2 separate regions of the Mus musculus genome follow, and region 1 is linked to region 2. The links are chromatin contacts, called in public HiChIP or PLAC-seq maps. All regions are on one chromosome and are shown on one strand. The core of a region is the stretch at or near the end of the contact, and the rest is flanking DNA. Distances in the headings are between cores, read along the strand shown. Region 1 overlaps Uchl1os (ubiquitin carboxy-terminal hydrolase L1, opposite strand). Region 2 overlaps Apbb2 (amyloid beta (A4) precursor protein-binding, family B, member 2).

Region 1 (7,157 bases), core at 2,512-5,011, 120 kb before region 2:
CCTTTACAGTTTCTGAAGTTCAACCCATTTCTGTCACGGCAGGAAATATGGCAGTGCACAGGCAGATGTGGTACTGGAGGAGTTCTACATCTTGATCAGCAGGCAGAAGGAAACTGGACTCCACACTGGGTGGAACTTGGGCATAGAAGACCTCAGAGCCCACCCTCATAGTGACACACTTCCTCCCACAAGGCTATGCCTCCAAATAGTGCCATTTCCTATGGTCAAACATTTACACACATGAGTCTATGGAGATTATAATTATTCAAACCACCACAACATTCGTGCTGAGTGTTCATGCATGTCCTAAAATCTGTATCTCCAGTTGGACCCCACAACACACACCCCGTTCTAGCATCTACCTCCTATTCCTCATCGCCAGTTTGATATTTAACGGTTGTCCTCCAGACTGAATTCCTCAGCTCCTCCTTCAAAGCTGCCCTTTCCCCATCTTTCCCTTCTCAGAAAATGTCATCCTCGCCAGACTTCAGATAGCTCAGGCCAAAAGCCACACCGCCATTCTGAGATCCTCTTTCGCTCACATCTCTGGCTCAGTAAATCCTGGCACTTCTACTTTTAGGGTATGTCCAGAATTCCCACCTCTGAGACATCATGAGGTAACTATTAAAAATAACATGGACACTGTGTGCACACACGTGCATGCATGCACCCTACACTTGTCGTGCAGAGGCCAGAGGAGGACATGGTTGTCTCCCTTTGTTGATGTCCATCTTGCTGCCTCTGGGCAGGTTCTCTCATTGACCCTGTAGTTTATCATTTCGGCTAGGCTGGCTGGCCAGGGGCTTCTAGGATCTGCCTTTTATTGCCCTACCCGCAATGCTGGGGTCACAGGAACACGAAATGCCTTAGTTAGCGTTACTGTGCCTATGATGGAACACCACGACCAAAGCAGCTTGGAGAGGACAGGGTTTATTTGGCTTAAGCTTCTACATCATCGTTTGGCATTGAAAGAAGTCAGGATAGGAACTCAAGCAGGACAGGAACCTGGAGACAGGAGCTGATGCAAAGGCCACAAAAGACAGCTGCTTACTGGCTTGCTTAGTTTGCTTGCTTATAGAACCCAGGACCACCAGCCCAGGAGTGGCCCCACCCACAATAAGTTGGACCCTCCCACATCAATCACTAATTAAGAAAATTCCCCACATGGTGTGTACAGCACATTGTATGAAGGCATTTTCTCAGCTGAGGCTGCCTTCTCTCTGATGGCTCTAGCTTGTGTCAAGTTGACATAAAACCAGCCGGTGCATACAACCAACCACGCCTGGCTCTTTACCTGGATGGAAGGGATTGGAACTCAAATCCACATGCTTGCATAGCAAACACTCTTATCCACTGAGCTATCTCCAGAGCCCCACATACACATTTTTATGATAAACCATGGGGTTTCCTGTATATAATGTGATTCTAACAATATAAAATATGGCTGATAAAGGTGATAGTCTAATTAAACCACAGCAGTATTTGCATATTGTCCCATAATGCTGCTGTGGGATTTTAATGTTTATAATATTATGTTATGTTACACAGAAACAGTTTTCTCTTTTTTAAAGATTTATTTATTATTATACATAAGTCACTGTAGTTATCTTCAGATACACAGAAGAGGGCATCAGATCTTATGGTTGTGAGCCACCATGTGGTTGCTGGGAATTGAACTCAGGACCTCTGGAAGAACAGTCAGTGCTCTTAACCTCTGAGCCATCTCTCCAGCCCCTTTTTAAAAAATTCTTTTTTATTTTATTTTTTATTTTTATTATTTTTTTTTTCTGAGACAAGGTTTCTCTGTGAAGCCCTGACTATCCTGGAACTCACTCTGTAGACCAGGCTGGCCTGGAACTCAGAAATCTGCCTGCTTCTGCCTTCCAAGTGCTGGGATTAAAGGTGTGTGCCACCACGCCCAGGCAGAATCCTTTAAAAAAAAAGATTTATTTATTATATGTAAGTATACTGTAGCTGTTTTCCAGACACACTAGAAGAGGACATCCGGGCCAGGCAGTGGTGGTACACGCCTTTAATCCTAGCACTTGGGAAGCAGAGACAGGCAGATTTCTGAGTTCGAGGCCAGCCTCATCTATTGAGTGAGCTCCAGGACAGCCAGGGCTTCACAGAGAAGGAAAAAAAAAAAAAAAGGGAAGAAGAGGACATCTGATCTCATTACAGATGGTTGTGGGCCACCATGTGGTTGCTGATATTTGAACTCAGGACCTCTGGAAAAGCAATCAGTGCTCTTAACCACTGAGCCATCTCTCCAGCACACAGAAACATTTCAAGTGGTCCTTCACTAAAATAGGGCAGGAGAAAGAAATGAATCTATGTTTCTGGAGGCTTGTTTGTGGCACATTTTGTATAATTATTTTGTATATTTTGTAAATTCTGTCCTTTTACAAGAGAGATGGTTTAGCAGTTAGAATTGTTATACTGCTCTTGGGAAGGACCAGAGTTCGGTTTTAGCACCCACACGGAGCAGCTCACAAGGTCTTGTAACTCTAATTCCGGGAGATCAATGTCTTTCTTTGGGACTCTGTGGGCACCAGAACACAGATGTGCATATACCCACTGGGGTTGTCTCAATGAGCTTGCTTTCCTTAGACTCGTGTGTTTGAGTGCTTGGTCGCTATTTAGTGCAACTGTTTGAGGAAGCATTAGGAGGTATGGCCTTGTTAGAGGAAGTATGTCACTGGAGTTGGGCTTTGAGGTTTCAAAAACCCACAGTAAAACTAGTCTATCTGTCTCTGTCCCTGTCTGTCTATCTTTCTCTCTGTCTCTGTCTCTGTCTCTGTCTCTGTCTCTGTCCCTCTCCCTGTCCCTGTCCCTCTCTCTCTCCCTCTCTCTCTCCCTCTCCCTCTCCCTCTCCCTCTCCCTGTCCCTCTCCCTCTCCCTCTCCCTCTCCCTCTCCCTCTCCCTCTCCCTCTCCCTCTCCCTCTCCCTCTCCCTCTCCCTCTCCCTCTCCCTCTCCACCCCTCTGCCCTCAACTTGTGGATCAGGACGTAAGCTTTCGTTACTGCCCCAGTGCTGTGCCCCCGTGTCTACTGCCATGCTCCCCACCATGGTCATGGATTCACCGTTTGAAACGATAAGCAAGCCCTGATGAAGTGCTTTCCTTTGTAAGTTACCTTGGTCATGGTGCCTCTTCACAGCAATAAGAGAGCAATTAGGGCACCCACAGATGCACACAGATACACATAATTTTAAAAGTAACAGAGCTGTTTTTAAAGGTATAATTGATATGCAGTTAAGTGATCAGTAAACACTGGACAGTTGGCAAAGTTTTGAGAGCTGTAGGTGTGTGACCCCTCACCACACCAGGACCACATCTTTATTCCCACATCCTTACCACTTCACTCATTTCTTCCTCCCGCCCCCATAACCCTTTCCTTCCACCTCTCCTCCCTTTCCAGATCCAGGGCCTGCATCTGTAGATGTGGTTCCTGTGTTCTAAAGTTTTATATAACCAGGGCTGGACAACCTGTACCTTCTCGTCTTCTTCCAGACAATTCTTTGATGTCTTATTCACATTGTGTGGCTGGAAAAAAAATAGGTTTACAGGAGTTACGTAACTTCCTAAAATCCTTTTAGCCATAGAAGTGGGCCTGAGATCCCAAATGATTCTTGCCTGTTACTGAGTATGTTAAAAGCAAGATCCAAGAGGTCTAAATGAATTGTTCAGAGTTACTTCACCAGTGAGTGGCCAAAGAAGGGCAAACCCCACTGTGCGAGTCATCACTTATTATTGATGTGGCTCCTGGTAAGAGCATATGACTCATTTTAGATTTGGCTGAGACTGTGTTTTCAGAAGTCCTGGCCACTACCTTGACCTCTCGGTGGATGGTCTCAGACAGAAAATCCAGTGTGGGAGGTTTTTTTAATCTTCAAACAGAGAAGTCGATTTCTTTAGAAACTGTGTTTGATTTCCATCAAATTTCTTACTTCTTTAGGAAAGGACCATTTGGCTGGTTGAGTTTGTCTTCCTCTCCCATCCCCGTGTCTCTAGTTTCCTCTCTCCATTTTCTTTTCCTCCCTTTCTTTCTTTTTCTATTTCTATTTGTTTCTATGTTGTTCTATCTTCTTTTTTTAAATTTATTTTTGTTTAAAATTATATGTATGTATGTGTTTGTGTGGAACTATTGCACATGGATGCAGGTGCTTGTGGGGGCCAGCAGAGGGCCTCAGAGCACCTGAAACTTGAGTTAGGCAGTTGTGAGCTACTCAATGTGGGTGCTGAGTACTGAGCCTGGTTCCTCTGCAGAAACAGTAAACAGTGTGCACCCTTACTCACGGAGCCATCTCTCCATTTAGTCCTCCCAAGGAACTCTCACTGACTCCCCATCATCTCCCTCATTAGCCCTGCTTAATGCTCTAGTTGGCCTAACCCATCAGAGTAATACATGAAATGGCAGCAAAAAATATCTGGTCTGTGACTCTGGAAAATGGCTATGTGGTTACAGATCAATTTCTGATCAGTATATATACCAAGCTCTTTCAGTTGCTGTCTCCATTGCTTTTCTATTGCTTTAGTAAGACAACATGACCAAGGCATTTGATTTGGGGCTCACTCTTCTAAGCAGTCAGAGTTGTTTTTCTTGTTACTGTGAGCAAGTTTCCAGTAAGAAGTTACTTTATGGAGAAAGGTTTTATTTTGGCTTACAGTTGGGAGGTATACACAGTCCATAATGGTAAGAAATAGACAGTGACGGGAACAGGAGGCAGCTGGGTTACCCTGCATCCATGGTTAGGAAACAAAGACTAACGAGTGCTAGAGCTCAGCTTGCTTTCTCTTTTTAACTCAGCCCAGGACCCTAATCCATGGAATGGTGCAGCCTGCATTTTAGAATGGGTTTTCCCAACTCAATGCACCTAAGCTAGGTAATCCATGACATGCCCACATCTTGTGTCCATGGCAATTAGGAATGTCATGGAGTTGACATGGAGTTGACACCATCAGATACCTTGATAGACGAGCAAGCATATGTGTTTTGCCTTATAAACCTATTAAGTACCTGCAAAGTGTGGTCAGAGGGCTAATGATTGTTAATGTATTGAAAAACAAGTTCCATGTGTGTTCCTGTTTGTGAGTGCATGTGTGATGTGGGATGTGTGCCTGTGTGTGCAAATGTGTATGTGTGTGTGTGTTTGTGAGTGCATGTGTGATGTGGGGTGTGTATGCATGTGGGATGTGTGTGTCTGCATGTGTGATGTGGGATGTATGTGTGTGTGTGTGTGCATGTGTGTGTTCATGTGTGTGTGTGTGTGTGTGTGTGTGTGTGTGTGTGATGTGGGATATGTTGTGTGTTCATGAGTGTGTGTATGCACATGCTCCTGTGGCATGACATGTTCATGGTCAGAGGATAACTTCAGGTCTTCGTTCTCATCTTCCATGTTGTTTGAGACAGGGTCTTTCATTCACCTCTGTATGCACTGAACTCGCTGACCCACAAGCTTCTGCAGATTTTCCTGTCTCCCATCTTGCTGTAGAAGAACTAGGATTATTACAAACGCACATTACCATGTTCGTCTTTTTATGGGGCTCAGAACCCAGTTCTTCATGCTTTGTACAGTAAGTGCTTTACCCACTGAGCCATCCAGCCAGGCTCTATCACAGAGTTTGACATCGCTTGTCTCAGAAAGCAATTTGAACCACATGCAGCTATTATGTTCCACGTATGCCATGTTTAATGTCATATGCCATGTGCTTCAGTGGAGTTTCTAGGGCTTTGGCTAACGAGCCTGGCAATGATACTCATTTCTACTGGGCAAAATATTTTAGGGAGCTAAAAGAAATGATGGTAGCTCTCATATAGTGAGAGACAAGCTTATACTCCAGGGAAAATGTGTCAATGAGAACATTTAATTGATACATGAACTAGAGTTATAAAAACCTAAGCCAGCAAGGAATAGAAATCATCTCGGATGTATAAGCCTCAGAGTCTTAGATTTATGCCCAGTAACTCAACCGAATAAGAAGAAAGTAATAAACAACTTCTTTATGAGATAGAGATGCGATAGGGAGATAACTCAGCCTCAATCCGTCTCCTGGAAAGTCGCAGGTTATAGATTTCAGATTGTATTTATGAGGCTGAAACAGCATTTTACTCTTTTTATTTTAGAGGTAAGTGAGCTGTGTACATGGAACCTGGCAAATTTTTAACAAAGAAATAAACAAAATGTAACCTTTGCAAGGAGACTTTCTATGACTCCCATGCTTGTGAAACCTGCTTAGGCTCATTCGTGATATTTTCAGTGTCTGTGATTTTATCTCTATTTGTGGCTTGGTTTACCTTTATGTGGCATGCCAGGCCGAGGAGGTTAGACACAGGGCAAAACGTACATAGGTAGCAGGAGAGCATCTTTTAGCACATGGTGGGAGAAAGATGCCAGAGTTTTCTGTTTTGAATACTCGTTTAAAAGCCATGAAACCAGGAGAACAGAAGTGTGTTGTGAACATTAGGGTGAGAGGTGGGGAGTTAATGTCCTAATCCAGGCAGGATCTCAGCGCTTTCTGACTTCAGTGACATTCAGTGTCTCTGACTTCAGTGACATTTCATTCCAGAGACGCTGAGTCCCTGGATCTCTATTTTTGAATGTCCTACATTCTGGGAACACAGAGTGGGGAAGACACAGACTGTGGAAACAGCTGAGGACACGCACGTGCTTTTTCATTACCTTGGTAATGTCATTGTGCCTCCGTGGGTTTCACTTTTCCCATATGTAAAATGTATGGGAAAATCCCACCACCCAGAGACCTGCTGGGATTCATGAAGGTCATGAATATAGTGCTTAGCCACCAGGAAGCCCTCACTCATGACCACAGAGAAGGGGATGTCCTCGAAGCCATTGTAGGCTGCGTTCATGGAGCAAAGAAAGCCCATGCTTGTTCCAGATCAACCTCCATATATATAAATATAAATATAAATATAAATATAAATATAAATATAAATATAAATATAAATATGAGTTCTCTATTTCTGCTCACAGTTTCAGAGGGTCCCCTTAATAATTGGCTGTTCCATTGTTTCTGGGCTCTGGTGAGGCAGAACATGACAGCAAAAGCCTGTGGCTGAGCAAAGTTATCTGCCTTGGTTGGTGACCAGGTCACAGTCAGTTGTCTGTGAGGCATGGTGGGCTGTTTGCTCCAGCAG
Region 2 (6,787 bases), core at 2,444-4,943:
GGTGTATGTTTCTGTTGTAATTGTTTTTATTTTTGTCTGTGGGTCAGACTCACAGGGTATCCATGTGGTGGTGAGCCTTAAGGTCTATGGAACCTCCTCCTACCATACCTGTGGCACTGGGGTTAGCTTAGAGGGCTGATTTACAAACTTCTGTTCTAGATGGATTATATGAACTGTGTGTGGCCTGAGCAGAGAACCAAGACCCAGGGATGCAGTGAACACAACGGGTCCCTGACTACAGTAATTCAGCTCAATAGGTTTTTTGGGTTTGCTTTGTTTTAATTTTACCGTAGTACAAAAAAAATATGCATTCTATGCAAACTGTACATTAAGTTTTGAATTTGGATCTTTGCCCTGGAGCACTGTATCCTGGGATACTCTCACATAATGCTGCTGAGCATCAGGGAGTTGCAGCTCCCAGCTACGCACAAGAGGATGTGCCCCATATATACCACAGCATGGGTGTTGGCTAAGCCCTGACACCCAGTTAAATGTATCCTCAGCCTAGCATGCTGAGCTTAGCATGCAACCCCGTCGGAACTCAAAGACTATGTGGACGGCAGACATTATGGAGAGGGATCCGGTCTTTGTGGTTGGAGAGAACAAACCACAGCCGACTTGCAGCCAGGCCTCAAAGGATCCGAGAGGAGGCAAGGACAGCAGCCGGGGCTGAGTGGGATCTGTGGCTGACTCCAGTTCACAGGGCTCAGTTCTTCCCCACTCATATCCATGCTTTTATGAGCCCCCCTCCCCCACACAGGAAATGCTCCAGTGTTTTTATTTCCCTTGGTCATTTGCATTTTCAAATGGCATCTCATGGGAAATATGAGTGTGTTTTTGTGGCTCAGCTCTCAGTTCCCAGGATTTTGGTCTCAGGAAGAATCGCTGTCAATCACAGTGATTTTATTAGGCTAGCCTCACCTAGGAAGCTCATTCTAGGAGGAAGCCTAGGGATCTCACTGAAATCTTCCAGAGAATAATATCCTGCAGACAGACAGACAGACAGACAGATAGACAGACAGACAGAGAGAGAAGGATGTTGGGACAGGACATCTGAAGGACCGAATTGCCTTTCTTTTAAAAAGAAAGAAGGTGTTTTCCAATACCATAAACTAATTACATGTAACACTGAGTTCATTAGCATTTCACACGTGTCTATAAAATATTTTGATTGTATTTATTTCCTGTTACCCTTTCTTTTCTCTTGCTCCTCTTGTTGATTCATTCCTTCTTCATTCACAGCATGCGCACCCCTCTCTCCTCTCCTCCTCTCCTCTCCTCTCCTCTCCTCTCCTCTCCTCTCCTCTCCTCTCCTCTCCTCTCCTCTCCTCTCCTCTCCTCTCCCCTCCCCTCCCCTCCCCTCCCCTCCCCTCCCCTCCCCTCTTCTTTCTTTCTCTCTATTTCTCTCTCTCTCTCTCTCTCTCTCTCTCTCTTTCTTATAAAATGGCAACATGAATTTATTAGAGTTGTTATAGGATCTATAGGCAGTGGCTATACTGAAATCTCTCTCCCTCCCTCATCAACTATTCCTGCCTCACGGGCTCTCCCTCTTCCATTACGTGACACTGTTGGGTCTCATCTTGTGTGGATAACTACAGCTTCCGTGAGTTCAAGAAGGCAGCAGCCATGTCACGCCCAGAAAACAGTGTTCCACCACAGTCCACCACCTCCTCTGGTTCTCCGTTTTCTTTTTACAACCCAGTTCCACCATGTTGCCTGCTCTGTGATGGGGGGTGATACTGATATCCTAGTTTTGATTTGATGACAGCGCCTTTGATGACCTCCTTTGATGACAGCTGACAGGAGCACTGACCTATGGGCACAAAAATTATTTAGAAGGTCATGTGATCAGCACATCACATCCATCTAGGAAAACAACAGCAGTAGCTCCTGCACTGGCCTGTGAATTCCACAGCCTTGAGCTTTTGACTGAGTTTGCAGTACACACATGCATGTGCTGCATTGGAGCCGGCCTCAAGCCTCCCCGGAGCATGGCAGTTTCTGGGATATATTAACATTTAGATTCTTGAAGTTCTAGGCTTGAGATCACAGACCTGGGGACTTGGGGTGGTCTGTTCATTTTGCTGTTAGAGTTCCTATAGTCTCTCTGCCACTTGATGTAGAGGAGGAGACCAGGATCCTAGTGAAATCACTGGAGGGCTTGAAGCCTGAAGTGTCTGAAGGTTCTGTGAGGGGAGGGTTAGCAAGGTAGGGAAGAGTAAGTTTGGAAACTCCACATCATACATTCCACCGAAGAGCCTAGGAGAAGTGTGCTCCCCAGATACACCCCCCATTCCTGTGTTCTTATTCAAACCATTTGCTAAAATGACTGGCTGTTATGTAATAAGTCTTAAGAGGTAATTTATGACAACAGCAAGAATATTGACCCCACGGGTGTGGTGGAACTTGTCTCTAGCCCCATCACCTCAGAGTCCCAGGCAAAAGGATCAGGAGTTGAAGGCTGGCCTGAACCTTCTTCTGCCATCACATGGAACAGATGTTGCATGACATACAAAGAAGAATGGCGGCAATTTCCCAGCCAGTCGTCCTCTCTGCATTGTTTCCATTCTTCCCTATTTGCTTTTAGCTGTGTGAGACCCCTGTTTCCAAAAACAAAGCCAACCCACAAGCAGATCTGTATTCCTTCTTTTTAGTCTTTTAGAAATGGACTTTTAGGTTTACAGAAAGGAGGGAGGCAGCGCAGAGAGTTCCCGTGTAGTTCTCTGCCTCGGTCCCCCTGTTATTAACATCTTACAGTACTGTGGCACATGTGTTGTGAATTTGTGGACTGACAGCAAGTCCCTGCTCTGTTCACATGTCTCTAGGTTTGACTGCAAGTCAGATCTGCCCTGTTTCACTTCCTGCTTTCTCTCCTCACATGAAACAACTCTTGCTTGACACACAGCAACATAGGAAAAGCAAGGAAGTTTCCCTGGATAACCCCCATCTTATTTCCATCGTTATTAGTATTCTTCCCTATTTTCCTGAGCTAAATACAAATATATAAATATAAATATATATATATGTATACACACACACATCATTATAGTTTTGACAAGCTGTTTTGAAGCAAATTATACATCTACAACATCCAAAATAAAGAAACAGCATTATTTAGAAACAGTACCATTATCATTCCCAACAACATTAATGCTGGCTCCTAAATGCTACTTAGTATTTGTTCATAGTGAGAGTCGCCAAATATAATCTCTTTTAATATCTTGAAATAATTTTAAATTAGAATCTGGGCAGAGGACCGTGTGTCTCATTGTGCTTTCTCATCAGCACTGACGTCTGTTTAGCTTGCAAGTGAGATAGCAAGGAAGGCCTGAGGCTCCGGAGCATAGGGAGGTTGTGGCAGTCCCTCGCACCACCCCTCTCTATTGTAGTGTGATTTAAAAAAAAAAAAAAAACAAAAACCAACCAACCAACCAAACAAACAAACAAACAAAAAACAATGCACATTTCAATAAAATAAATGGGTAAAGTCCAAATGAATCCTGACTTTCCCCCTCTCGGGGTGATGCCTGAAGCTGGTTTTGAAATCTCAAGTGATCACATTTGCCCAGCTCGACAAATGCTTCCTTATTTTAGATAAGAAGCCAGACTCAGAATTCGGTGTACAGTGACGCATTGTTTTCTGTTGAGCCCACGTCCCCTGGGTCTCAGCTTCCCAGATAGGAAACCACATCCTGAATAGCACTGAGTAGACACCACAGACATGATTTGTGGCTCCGCTGCATTTGCAAGCCTTATATAAGTCTTGGTTTTAATCCTTAGGGTGGAGTTTCACAGCGAGTTTCACAATTTTCCTTTAAGGCCAAAAAAAAAAAAAAAAATTAAAATAAAATAAAAATAAAAAAAAATAAAGTAAAGAGAGGACTGTGGGTGGAATCCTAGTTTGAATACACAAAGCCTGCGTGGTAGCCTTACCTGGAAGTGAGAAGAGAGTTAAGAGCTGACTAGGGTGCTTTGCTTTTAACTCGAAGAGTCCCTGGTATACTGTGAGCCGCTAGGGCTTCTTCCCGCTCTAGCTCTTGCTGGACCATAGACACCTGAAATCTGAAAGTGTCTGGAGTAGCTGTCGGGGGATGCCTACCCGCTGGGGCTGCCTGGGCTACAACCCACAGACTGTAAGAAGCTCCCGCTGGGACCCCAGGAGAGGGCTGCACACTTTGGCATGGTTCCCTATGAAATGCTTTGGTCGCACTACAGAGAGGAGTGGCACTCTTAGGAACATTTCCCTCTTTCTTCTGTGCAGATGTGCAGCGAACTCTTCCTTAATTTACCCCATGGAGTCTTGTTGCAGAACTCAGCTCACTGTGAGAAGAACGCTTTGTTTCTACTGCCGTGGGGTTCTGTTGACTCACTTGGAAGAGGCTCAGCATAGCACCTGGCTGCTTTCTTTTCTGTCCTTAATTTCCATTGTCTTTCCTTATTGTATTCCAACTGAGTGGATTCTCCTGTTATCTCTCTCTTCCCAGGGAACCCAAGAAAAGCAATGCTTGTACACCGTAACTCTGTATGTTGAGGGTAATTACTGTTTTCTTTTACTTTCCCTGTTCAAATGAGAAGAGAGGGGAATTACTAAATATATCAATATTGTCTCTTTAGTCTTTTTAACATCCTTAAATAAAGAGGTTGCCTTGCTGAATGGAAATGTCCAAACATACAACTTTTGCTCTGGCATGTGTATGTTTAGCGTTTAAATATTTTATTTCCGGTAGCACAAGTCATCACAGAGTTACTTGAAAATTCTAGAAGAGCAGGAGAAGGAATCCAGAGACAATGACATTAACATTTTTTAATCTGTGTGCTGCCTTCTTAGACTCCAGGTCATGCTCAATAGCATTAGCGCGTCTTGGGAGGTTGTTAGAAATGCAGTCTTTTTTTTTTTTTTTTTAAGCAGAACAAAATAAACAAACAAACAAACAAAAAAAAACCCAACCAAACAAAAAGAAATGCAGTCTTGGATTCTAACACAGACACTCTGAATCCTAACTTGACTGCATTGTGTTTACATGTCACTAAAATTTGGGGGTGCCGCTCTAGAATTCATCACCTAGGGAAGCAGATGAATAGAGACCCCGACAGCCAAATTCGGTGCTCAGGTCTTTATGTTCTCTGTCACTGTTTCTTGAGATAGCCTTCAGTATGTGACGAAGATAAAAGTAAAGTCATTAAAACAAACAAACAAGTTGCTTTAGAGAGAAACTTGGCTGTCTCACAGGCAGTCATTTCATTCATAAACATTTTAAAGTGCCTACTACGTGCCCCACAGCCAGGGCCAGCCACTCAACATATACTGCAGTAGAAATGTGTGAAGAGCAAAGAGGAAGGAGACTATTGGCTGAGCGAGGATGAAGAGCAGAAAGAAAGATGGTCTCTGGGTGACACCTCAAAGCAGAAATCAATGCGCCTGAGTTATTACTGCCGCTAGGTTCTGAGAGAGCACGGAGATGGGTCGGATGCATCCCCTGCCTTTTTCCTTCTGGAAGACCTTGTGCTGAGTGTAAGGACACAAGACTGTAATAAAGTATAAACAATACAACACGTGTCGGTGAGAGGATGTAAGCAGAAGATCATGGGCTGAATACCAGCCCCATAATTCAGTGTCCTTGAACAAGCTTATTTCCAAGTTACTGACTGATCCTCTCTCTTCTGGGATAGGTAGAAAATGATAACAAACTTTATTTTACAAAATTATGGTGCTTTTCTTTTTAAAGTGGGGCAGCATAACAAACACATTTAGGTTTTTGGGGAGTGTGCAGTCACTGCTGTGTGGCAAAGGCCTTCCAGAGGTTCCAAAGATGGGAAGATACTGAAGAAAATGATCTGGGATGTTTGATGCTGAATAGCCTATGTGCAGAGGAGGTGGACGAGATGAATCACTGGGAAGAGAATGGAGGGAGATGCTGCAGTTTTGAGGTCAGATTGGCTAGGGATCGAGGAAAACAGGCATCTTGTCTGGTGGGATAAATTCTGTTTCAGGTATGCTGGGTTCTAAATAACTACTCGAAGCTGTGGAACTGGGGTACATGTTTGCTTACACCAGGTGTTTTGTGGGTGCTCACCCTTATTCCATGCTCATTCAAGGGTGGGCACAGAGTGAAGTTGCCTGCCTTCCATGGCTAGGTGTGTCCAATCCCTATAGGATAGGACTCTTTAGAAGGTTTATTGCAAGTGTCCATGTATATACAGGATTCACCACAAAAAGAGTACAGAATGAAGAATTTTTTTTTTAATTTTTTATTAGGTATTTAGCTCATTTACAAGAATGAAGAATTTTTAAGATCTTAAGGCTTGCTGACGCTTCATCATGTGTGGAGATAAACTGAGGTTAAACTGAGGTATTCTGTGACTGATTTTCATCTGCTGTTTTTTTTTTTTTCCCTTGAATTTCTTTTCTTCCACAGGGTTCAACTATTGCATCAGAACAGAGTTAAGATTTTTTTTTTTTTAAAAAAGGAGTAATTGCTCTAACACAGGAGACATCACACGTCTGTTTATGTCAGTTTCCTTTCATCCATGACCTCCATTATAATCTTACTTTATGCAGTGTGGGGATACAGTACAGTTACCATGGTTACTGGCTTTTATAGGTTGCAACTAACCTGCCACATAGTATGCTAATATTTTGTCAAATTTACTTTGTATTTCCTTCTCATTTTTTTGGTATCTCTGTCAGTATCTCTTTCACATCTCTTTCTCCTCATATATATTCAAAATGTCAGAGACGGATTCTGAAGGACTGAATTAGTTGTAGAGGTCATGGCCCTCTAGCCTT

What was found. HiChIP or PLAC-seq counts read pairs in DNA pulled down with a chosen protein or histone mark.
Region 1: a contact with region 2 is called in an H3K4me3 HiChIP or PLAC-seq map of bone marrow-derived macrophages, with 3 times the contacts expected there. The contact joins two enhancer-like sites. A contact is called at or near these places in 1 of 15 datasets of contacts at CTCF or cohesin (the NIH/3T3 cell line), 3 of 115 datasets of contacts at active chromatin or transcription factors (bone marrow-derived dendritic cells, bone marrow-derived macrophages and pancreatic cancer cells) and 2 of 9 other capture datasets (adipose tissue and liver).

The regions. Positions count from the first base shown.
Region 1 is chr5:66,638,960-66,646,116 of GRCm38.p6, reverse strand. The region is part of intron 1 of Uchl1os (ubiquitin carboxy-terminal hydrolase L1, opposite strand); the gene reads left to right. Among named protein-coding and RNA genes, the nearest start is that of Apbb2, 24 kb to the right of the region's middle. Within about 2 kb of position 3,761, at least 17 of the 459 cell types and tissues checked have an H3K27ac peak or open chromatin away from gene starts, as enhancers often do. A contact at or near this core is called in bone marrow-derived macrophages, where this site is marked.
Region 2 is chr5:66,521,222-66,528,008 of GRCm38.p6, reverse strand. The region is part of intron 2 of Apbb2 (amyloid beta (A4) precursor protein-binding, family B, member 2); the gene reads left to right. It overlaps Gm52775 (a long non-coding RNA gene), which reads right to left. Exons shown (of 4, transcript XR_003955743.1): 4 at 1-6,787. Among named protein-coding and RNA genes, the nearest start is that of Gm52775, 21 kb to the right of the region's middle. Within about 2 kb of position 3,693, at least 120 of the 459 cell types and tissues checked have an H3K27ac peak or open chromatin away from gene starts, as enhancers often do. A contact at or near this core is called in bone marrow-derived macrophages, where this site is marked.